2 separate regions of the Mus musculus genome follow, and region 1 is linked to region 2. A link is a contact called in public Hi-C data. All regions are on one chromosome and are shown on one strand. The core of a region is the stretch at or near the end of the contact, and the rest is flanking DNA. Distances in the headings are between cores, read along the strand shown. Region 1 holds the start of Grk1 (G protein-coupled receptor kinase 1). Region 2 overlaps Tfdp1 (transcription factor Dp 1).

Region 1 (5,116 bases), core at 233-2,732, 52 kb before region 2:
CTCTCTTCTGTCATACGTTACATCCTAAACATAGTTTTTCCTCCGTCCACTCCTCCCTGTCTCTCCCCGCTCTCCCTTCTCCCATAAAGATCAACATTTAAAGATCAACATTAGACCACCATGAGGTGCATCTCCAAGGCCCCTGGTAAAGACCCCTGGATTTGCCTGACACCTCTCCACTTGCACCTGCTATTTGAACAGGGACCTGCTGGGGGCTAGCATTCATCCCTAAGAGTTTCACAGCATTATCTGTACTGTACAGCCGGGCTGTGGAGGGCTGTGTTCCCTGGACAATAAGCTGCTTTCGCTGATCCTGCCTTAATTAGACACTGACGCCATCAAAGGAGGAATGAAAACATGGCAGCCTGCCTATGTCCTCCACTCATTCTTGTCCCCTAGAAACCTGTGTTCAGGAAAAGTGGTCCTGCACTGCGGCATCACAGATGGCTTCTGCCGCTTGTGAACAGTACCTGATGATGGAAGACTGCCTCACTCTCCTGTATGTAATCACAACAGGAGCCAGAATGTACAGAGAGGTTTCTAGATAACTAGGTACATGCTCCATTGCAGCTCTCCCTCTGAACTGCTCCTGAGCATGGTACAGATGGACTATAGCCCTGCCAGTGGCGGCCTGTGTCGGGGGAGTCCAAATGGCAGCACACATGCGCAGTAGCTAAGGCCCGTGTAGACCTCCGCAGGAAATTCCTCTAGCCTAAGGGCATCCTACTGCTTGCTGGGCTCCCTACCTGGTAGCCCTTCCTCTTCTTCAGCCGTTTCTTGTTGAGCTTCTTGCAGGCATACATCTTGCCAGTCGCCTTCATCTGACAGGCAGACACTTCCCCGAAGCCCCCCTTTCCCAGGACCCTGAAGTCCAAGAACCAGTCTTCACCTATGGGCTGGGCTTCCAACCACTTCCACTGAAGAAACCGCAGGAAATACAAGCTTTCTAGGTACTCCTGGAAGGGCGCCTGGCTCAAGTGCTCCATTGTGGCCTGGAGCAAAGGCTGGAAGAGGCCGTCCTGGCTCCCAGTTGGCCCTTCTTTCACCCTTGTCACCATGCCCTGGTCCAGAAAGTTGCAGAAGAGTGTGCCCTGTGGGTCCAGGTACTCAGCCAGGATGGCTTGTGCCTTCTGTGGCCTCAGGTCATCATCAGCAGTGTCATAGTCCTCAATGTCCTTCCAGAGCTCCAGAGCTGGCACATGTCTCTCGTCTGTCTTCAAGAACTGTTGGAAGAGCCTCTTGCCGATGGGTTGCTCTGAGCACAGGCTCTCAAACTCCAAGCTGAGGTTGTCACGGAGACCCTCACACTTGGACAGTGGGGGCAACCGGAGCTTGGCCAGATATTTCTTGTCTCGGGAAGACGGTGTGCTGCTTCCGTCAAAACTGCCCCGGGCAGCGATGAAGGCAGAGTTGGCCACCACGGTCTCCAAGGACCCGAAATCCATCCTGCTGATGCCCTGTGTCCACTTCAAGTATTAAGACCCATAAGCTGAAGTCATTCTCAAGGCACCAGCAGCCAAAGCAGGCTTGACCCTACGCCCTTGGCCTATGGCCTGTCCCTGCCCTTGTAGGACAAGGGAGATATGCAGCCTTGGCCAGGGTGCTTGGGAACCCACTGAGAGGCCCAGGGAGACCAGGGCTGACAAGTATCTAACTAAATCCCAGCCCTGGGGTCACTGAGGACACCTTAGGGGTGACCAGAAGGTGCCAGAAAAAGACAATCCCCTAAGCTGCTCCAAATCGGATTAGAGTTCAGCTCAGTTGTCTCCCTCTGGTGCTGCCTTCTTGCTCCCTAGGGAAGGGCACACCAAAGGCTCCGGGAAGGCCATAGGGAACAGTTCTATCCTCCCCTGGCCTTGGCAGGTGGACAGGACTTGTCTGTGTCCTGCTGAGACGTGAGTCTGGGGTAGAAGGTAGTCTGTCAGTCCCAGGAGAAACTCCATTTGTATGTGGCTTCCAGGTTGTTTTCTATACGATTTTTTTTAAAGATTTATTTTATTTATGTAAGTACACTGTCACTGTCATCAGACACACCAGAAGAGGACATTGGATCCCATTACAGATGGTTGTGAGCCACCATGTGGTTACTGGGAATTGAACTCAGGACCTCTGGAAGAGCAGTCAGTGCTTTTAACCACTGAGCCATCTCTCCAGCCCAGTCCCCCTGTGCCACCCCCACATACTTTTTAATTTTTATCCTTAAGAAAGTAGCCAGGAAGAAGCCTCCTGATATCAGGAATCTAGAGGGGAAGCCCACAGTGACCAGGGTCCCTGTCTGTAGGCGAAACCGCAGGCACATGTTGAGGAAGCAAGTGTTCTCCTTGCAGACTTGCCAAAGACAGAGGACAAGGATAGGGTACAGGAGACCCACAGGACATCATGTCAAGTTCCCTGTTGAGCCAGAAGATGCATGAGACATGTGCCCAGGGTGCATCTAGGACTCAGGGCAAGGGTGCACCGAAGACAGATATGACACAGCAGGGACTCATCTGGGCATACTGGGGACCCAGCTCAGACCCTGGTCACATCCAGGACACACCTGGGCATGTCACCATCTCCTGGGGACCACGTCTGTCATGTCTGTAGGTACTGCTGACAGTGTGAGGGGGAGCCACAGGAGTGAGCACTTACAGGGAGGAGAAAGGTGTGTGAGAATAAAGGAAACCTGGGAAACCCGAGTCAGGAGGTTAAAGAAATATTCAGCCCACCCCCCTTTCTCTGAAGGGCAGTGGGGCGCTTCAGGTGGGGGCAGGGCCTTCTGTTGTGACTAAGGCCATGAACGGAGAGCCTTCTGGTGAATGACAACCCCCACCCCTGCCACACACACCCACCACCTAGCAAGGGCTTGTGACAGGAAGACTGGCAAGTAAATATTTGAGGTAAACGCGATCTCATTCTCTTGGGGTGACCTGTGCTAGTCCCAGCCCTGCCACCTAAGTAGCTGGTGACCTTGGACAAGACCGTAGCTGACTCCCACACCAATCATGACCAAAGGGGACATGGTGCTTTACCATGGGGTACCTTGCTAGGAGAGCCACCCAGAGCACTGAAATCCATATTCCACCTGCCTCAGAGGGCCTGGGGGAGCTCAGGCCTCCGTCTCTAGCAGGTTCCCAGGTGACTCACATCGAAGCTGCAGAACAGGACCAGGAGAGGGTTGGGGCTGAGGAATCCCAGGCAACCTTCATACCAGGAAGGTCCATGGTAGAAGGGGCTGAGGAGAATTTGCCACCAAAGTAGGATGAGTTCGGTTCCCGGGCCAGACTATTCAGAGGGGGGAGGGTATACTCTCTGAGTATCCTTGTTCAGTTAAACTCTTGAGATAATGGCAGAGCACATACAGTTGTGGGGGTGAGGGAGGAGAGAGGAAGGAGGTAAAGTAGGGAGAGGGGTGCCTCCACAGTAATAGCTCCCCAATTTTCACCACAGCATCTCAGCAGTGGACTCAGCAAGGCACCAGAGCCCTTGAGCTGCCCTTGGTAGACAAAGCCTTTCCCACACCCACTGCCCCCAGGGACCCACAGGCCTGCTCCCTGTGGTTGAACTGTACCACTGGAAGGGGGCTGTGTGAGCGTGGGCCCTTTTGGGAACTACTTTTGGGAGAGCTTTTCCCTCTTGAAGAATCCTCTAGGAATGGAAGGGAGGTGCCCATGGGTCTCTCCTTCTTGTGGCTGAATGTTGTTCCATGTTCTGTGTAGTTGCTCTGTGTCCTAACCAGTCACCCAGGTTTAAATTGTTACACATAATGTGTGTGTGTGTGTGTGTGTGTGTGTGTGTGTGTGTGTGTAAATTCCTTCTTCTCCGGGAAAAATGTCTGGGAGTGTAATTCTGGGTAGCTCTGTGTTTGCGATAAGAAACTGACAAACTGATTTCCAGCTTGTCTATCTTCCTGTCTCACCAGCAGCCCTCAGAGCCTGACACCCACATTCTCACCAGGATTGGCCATTCTACCCTGCTAATGTTTTTCATTAACACATATTAATTGTACAAGACAGTGAGCTTCACTGTGACATTTTCATGCATGTGTAACATTCTCTGAGCACATTCCCTCCCTATTAACTCTCTGGCCTCCTGTCCTCTCCCCAGTGATTTCCCTCCTAGTGCTCCCTCTTCTACTCCCATTCCAGGGAGTGTTTTTGCTCCGATTTTATCTACCTTCTGTATATGTTAGAAAGCCTGCGGCACTTGTCTTTCTGACTGCCTTATTTCACTTAACATGCTGAGCTCTGACTCCACCCATTTTCCTGAACATGAAATTATGTCTTTGTTCTTTATGATTTTAATTTGCCTTTCCCCAAGAGTGAGCCACACAGAGCACTTTCCTATAGGCCAGAGGGACAGCCATGCCTCCACTTTGAAGTATCTAGTATCTTTCCACCATATTGTAACTGGGAGACTGCTTGGGTTTTGAATCTGAAGAATCCTTCACATGTTGGTCGCGTGCCCAGCCCGTTGTCGGATGGTGCCCTTCAGGTGTCTTCTCCACCTGAGGTGGTGGGTTTGTTGGTTTGGTTTGGTTTGGCTCCTCCCACGTCTTCCCTAACGGCTTTTTACTTCCTCTGTTAATGCAAGCTCGCAATCCACCTCCGTCTGGGGGAAAGGCTTGAAACTCAGCTGAGGCATTTTTTTTCGAATGAAGGTCCAACTGTGTACCGGCTGGTTCTGTGTGTTCACTTGACACAGGCTGGAGTTACCACAGAGAAAGGAGCCTCCCTTGAGGAAATGCCTCCATGAGATCCAGCTGTAGGGCATTTTCTCAATCAGTGATCAAGGGGGGAGGGCCCCTTGTGGGTGGTGCTATCCCTGGGCTGGTAGTCTTGGGTTCTATAAGAAAGCAAACTGAGCAAGCCAGGGTAAGCAAGCCAGTAAGTAACATCCCTCCATAGCCTCTGCATCAGCTCCTGCTTCCTGACCTGCTTGAGTTCCAGTCCTGACTTCCTTTGCTGATGAACAGCAATGTGGAAGTGTAAGCTGAATAAACCCTTTCCTCCCCAACTTGCTTCTTGGTCATGATGCTTTGTGCAGGAATAGAAACCCTGACTAAGATAAACTACTTCAGCACCATTTGTTAAAATGTAAAGGTAGAAGGGGGGGGGGAACCAACTCCACAAGCCTG
Region 2 (5,305 bases), core at 2,193-4,692:
AGATAACACCAGGAAAACCTAAGATACTGGTTGGGTGGGTAAGGCCAGTAGGCAGGGCCTGGTGAAGCCACAGGGCTCAGGGAGGGGTTTAATGCAAGAAATGAGCAGGGCTGAGACTTGGTGGCTGCGTGAGCCCAGTGGGTAGAGCTGTATGAGGTAATCCAGGTGGAGAAGAACCCAGTGTAGGCTGATGGGGACACAGCAGCCCACAGCTGACAGGCCTGCGCTTCAGTGTTAGCACAGCTGCTTCCAGCCATGTTCACGGTCTCAGGCTCCAACTCCGGCACTACCGAAACGAAAAAGCAAACACTTAAAAAACCATTCTAGGTACAAGGGACAAATTGAGAGGACCAGGTTGGGAAGCCAGTAGAGTAAATCTAGGAGATTAGAAACACAGCAGGCAGGTAAGGTCCCCTAGCCCAGGGCAAAAGGAAGATTAGGATGGGCGGGCATGAAGTTACAGCAGGATGGGTGAGACCTGCAGGCGCAATGATAGAAAAACGAGGCCTTGTCTGTAGGTCCACATCACAAGAGGCAGGAAAGAAAGAACAGTAGGCAGGCTAAGATGTCTACAGTCAATGAGTAAAACCAGGGAAATGCCAGAGGTTGAGGCCACAGAGGTTAGGGCCAGGTGGGCACAGCCAGGTGGGTAAACCAGGATGTTAAGACTGAGCAAAGAAGACCAACAGATGGGTACAGCCCGGCATGAAACTGCAGGGAAATCTGTGCTATGAACAAGAAGTTCTGAAGCTGAATGCCAAAGCCAACCACATTAGGCAGGCTAAACAGACGCAGGCTGGGGCTAACACCAGGTGGGCCAGGCCAGCAGGAAAAGAACGGCTCGGAGGCAAAGGCCAAGCCCCCAGGGCCAGTGAGTCAGCCCAGGTAGATACAGCCTGGAGATTTGGAACAGGTCTAGTGACCCTGAGTCCCAGTTTTAGCAATTATAACAATTATAGCTCAAAGCAGTGTTCACTTCCCAGGCTCCATCAGCACCACGGGCTTAGGAGGGGGTGGGGCTCCTGGTACAGTCACCACACATTATTCCTATCTCAGCCTCTATGTGTCACCACTGGCTGGATCTGAACAAGTAGGATCATTCTGTCACCTACTGACTATACCACCCAACCCCCCCTTCATCCCCCCCCACAGCTTTTGTTCTACAGAGAGCTGCAGAGCAAAGTCAGCAAGCTACTTCTTTGCAAGTATCCTTCCTGACCACTGGCTTGCCCACCCATGCAGTGCAGGGCAGAGTACCCTGGGGTGAGCCTGGGAGAGCAGCAGCCTTTGCTGTCACTGGCAGAAAAGGCAAATGCGGACACTCTGGACCGAATCACCTCTCCTTGTCCATCAGGGAGTCCACCACACAGGAGTACTGCCTAGGAATACAGCAGCTAACAGACAACCCAGTGCTGGGATTCAGCCCTGCGCCATGTTTGTGTCTGTAAGTTTCATTATATTACCACTCACAGAAACCAGTCTGACATCCACCACAGTACAGATCATCCCGAGGTAAAGGAAGGCAGGGTGGACAGGCGCCCTAGCCAGTCCCTCAGCCGCCCTGCGCTCCTCCTCCTCCCAGGCCACACCCAGCCTTGACACGGGGCCTACCATCCCATCGCAGCTGTGGATGCTGCCTCACTGGAGGGAGAGACGACACTCGAGAGACACAGATGGTCCACTTAACATCCACCTGACCCAATAGGGTCGCTCCCTCAAAATCAGTCCTCCTTCCTTAAACAGGCCTCATAGAGCTCACTGGCCAGGAGCAGCCAGCAGAACCTGTGCAGGGTCAGACACGTAGTGAACAGGCAGATTTTTTCCACAAGTCTCAGTGTGGCGCCTGATGGTTCAAAGGTAATCGTGAAGCAATGGACCAAGATGAAGGAAAGAGGAAGCCATGAAGCCAGGGAGGACTGCCCAACTTAAGTCTGTCCCCCACCATCCATCCATGTCTGCAAACAAGGGTAACTATATCCCCCGAACCCCAAGTAAGCACCCCCACGAAAGCTGTTCTGCTTAGCTGTATCCCACAGGGTCCCCTGTATAGCTCCCAGGAGGGGCTATCCTTTACTACAGTGAGCTCAACAACACCCCGACTACTTCTCACTACCTGCCAGTTGTACCTCCCAGCATGACAAACAAAGTATCTCTAGATTGCAAAACTGCCCTCAGTTGAGGACTGCTGGCTTTTGGGCATGATTTCATGACAATGCTTTGAACAGATCTGTTTTCCAGAGCCAGCAGTAAATACACAGCTTTATCCTCGGCCCCTTTTCAAGTAGGGGCCTGAGATCAATAGATAAAATCCTACCCAAGGGGGCTGGAGAGATGGCACAGTGGTTAAGAGCACTGGCTGCTCTTCCAGAGGTCCTGAGTTCAATTCCCAGCAACCACATGGTGGCTCACAACCATCTGTAATGCAAACTGATGTGTCTGAAGACAGCTACAGTGTACTCATATAAATAAACTAATAAATAATTCTTTTTAAAAAATCTGAACCAAAAGACCCAGCAAAAGGCTCCTGGAGCCAGCTAAGGCCCTCCGCAGCTTGTCCCAGCGTTTCACGAGCAGAGGCCACTCTTTCATAACACATGGTGTCAACATCAAAAAGGAAACGCAAGCTCTCCTGTCCATAAAGGAAACTAGAAAACAAAACCACTGGGGGTTCTCTTCATAGAGATCTGAAGACCAGCAAAAAAGTCTCTGTGTAGCTGACTCTAGAGGCCAGCAGCCTTCAGCAGAGACCTGACCATGCCAGGAAGCTTGCTACATTTACGCTGGCATTCGGTACCCCAGACCACAGTGTTCGGTGGAAGACAACCTCCCAGAACAATCTGCTACAGTCCAAATGTCTGCCTCCCACACCCTTCAGTAGAGATAGGACATTTAGGAAATGGTGAAGCTGAGGGGCAGAGCCTTTGCGATAAGATTAGGCCCACAAGAGGCACCCAAAGAGCTGTGCCCTTTCACCATGTGGGGACACAGCAGAGAAACCACACGAACATTACTCCTTTGGAGAAAAGGCAGCCATAAGCCATTGCTAAGCACTAAATCTGCCTTTGATCTTGGGCTTGCAAGGAGATTCCATTATATCTTTATTACAGCAGCTCAAATGGACTGGGACAGATGTCTCCCAGCTCCTGGCCTGACTGAACTGAACGCTATAGCACAAACTGAAATGCTAGTACAACCTTTGCAGTCAGCATGTTCTCTCTGGGAAGCAGGCAGCCTGGTCACAAGAACGCGTGAGCAGCCTGTGGTGGGCAGGGGAGATTCCCGTCACAGAAGTAGGCAAGACTCCAGAGAGCTTCAAATCCATACAGTGCTCAATCATAAGACAAACATCCCCAGTCACAACACTCAATCCTGGCCCACAGAGGCACAGGACCAGAGATGTATGGACACCGCTACCTTCAGCCACTCGGCTCTAAGGATGTCTGTCACACAGCACCAGGTGACTCACAGCCAAGCGTGAGTCATGGAGCATATTCCAAAGGACCCGAACAAGTCTGGGTTTATATAGGGTGGACACTACGCACTACAGCTCTGGGATTCTATGACCAGAATGCATAGTTATACTCATGTGTACATACACTCGAGCTGCACCCACCCTGCCTGGAGGTGATTACAAAGTATAGTAAACCAGAGACTGATGGACAAGAGCAAAAACCATCCTTAGCCTTCCCTGCAACAGAGAGTTCCTGATGCAGATTCAACTCATCAGGGGGACTGTGACAGGGCCACACAGCACAACAGGAGTGGCTGCTACGTGAGCCGTACCCTTCTCTGCCTGTCACTCCTGACTCTAGGAGGAAGGGCAGCAAAGAGAAGACCTGCTGCGGCTCCCCTCCCCTTCCCTCCCCTCCCAAATTAGGGCCACAATGGAACACCAAGTAGAGGCCAGATGCGACTGTGATGGAAGGTGGCAAAGAATAGCAATGAGTACCAACCAAGCAGATACTCTAGAGGTCACACCAGGTACACCCAAGGCTATAAAGTTGCAGCTGGTCAGTGGCAACATGACTCACAAGGTCCTCGGCAACACCTCCACCCCTCTGCCCACTTTCTATTAGTACATTAGACACTGAAGTAATTACTCTAGACTTTGCTCTCCTGTAATACCTTTAAGCTGGAGAGCCCAGGCACCTTCCAGGGAGAGAACATTAACTGCTCTGCGGACACTGGCTGGTTTCTTCAGTGTATCCTGCTCTAGGCAGGCCTGTAGTATAAACAGCAGCAGCAGCAGATGACAATGACCACAATGATCATGGTGACCACAACCACCCCTTCTTGAGGACAATGATGGACAGTCAACTCACCAACAGCAAGCAGCAGAGAGCAAATCTTGCTGGTGCTTGCCAATAGTCAGCTTTCACAAACATGACAGCACCAACCTCAACGACAGCCCAGAGTGGCCACAGTCATCACCAGTGACCACAGTCTCAGCCCCGCAGCTGTGCGTAGCAGATGCAGACTGAAAGCAGAGATGTCCTATGCTACTGCTGCCCCCAGCCGCACCCCAGGTTTCATTCAAGGGGATTCTCCCAGGGGATGGCCTGCCACTCTTCCCTGAGAGCTTCCCGTTTACAACTGGTTCATTTCTCTACCAGCAAGTTTATCTCTCTCCTCTGCAGGACACCTGTCTGGTGGGTGTGGACACTGCCTGGAAGCCTAAACACTGACTCTAAGCAGGAACAATGTTGACTATGAAGTTGAAAGGCACAAAACAGCATCCCAGCCATGAAGCAGTAGTAAGGTCCTGCCAGGGGAGCCCATCCCCTGGCATCCTTGGCATCACATCTGGGCTTCCCTGATCTGGCATTTTCTAAGCCTCCCACTTGTCCTGTGTCCGCTTATGTTCACCCCAAGTACAGAGACAAGAGGTCACAAATACAAGCCCTCATAAAAACCACTAGGAAAAGTGTTATCTCCATGCTTTCCTGTTTCACCAGCCAAAATCTATGAGCAGAGTTAAGAATTAAACCCCCTCTACAACAACCATGAGAACAGCAATCTCCTTAGGAAACATGCTGAGCCAGGCAGAGACCTCTTGCCATCTTTGGGGACACAGAAGACAAAGGAGTAGGAAAGTAACAAGCAGATGTTAAAAACTACATTGTGTCATAAATACACAGTGTGTGGGTGGCCTAAGGGACCAGAAGCCAGCTCTGAGGATGCCTGGAAGAGAGGTCCCCAGGTCACCTGTCAGGGAGCCTGCAGCACACACCTGGCAAGCCTGCCTGTCAACCCCACAGCCTTGCAACAGCAGACTGTGTTCTCCCGGGAACTCTACTTGTTTGTC

Evidence for each region. A called contact is a pair of places that touch in the nucleus more often than the background predicts.
Region 1: a contact with region 2 is called in a Hi-C map of rod photoreceptor, with 2.2 times the contacts expected there. The contact joins the promoter of Grk1 here to the enhancer-like site in region 2. A contact is called at or near these places in 1 of 39 promoter capture datasets (the 3T3-L1 cell line), 2 of 484 Hi-C or Micro-C datasets (nephron progenitors and rod photoreceptor) and 3 of 9 other capture datasets (adipose tissue, liver and pancreatic islet).

Annotation. Positions count from the first base shown.
Region 1 is chr8:13,401,447-13,406,562 of GRCm38.p6, reverse strand. Grk1 (G protein-coupled receptor kinase 1) reads right to left here and starts at 1,482. Exons shown (of 7, transcript NM_011881.3): 1 at 747-1,482. The coding sequence starts at 1,445.
Region 2 is chr8:13,350,943-13,356,247 of GRCm38.p6, reverse strand. The region is part of intron 2 of Tfdp1 (transcription factor Dp 1); the gene reads right to left. Among named protein-coding and RNA genes, the nearest start is that of Tfdp1, 15 kb to the right of the region's middle. Within about 2 kb of position 3,442, at least 86 of the 459 cell types and tissues checked have an H3K27ac peak or open chromatin away from gene starts, as enhancers often do. A contact at or near this core is called in liver and rod photoreceptor, where this site is marked.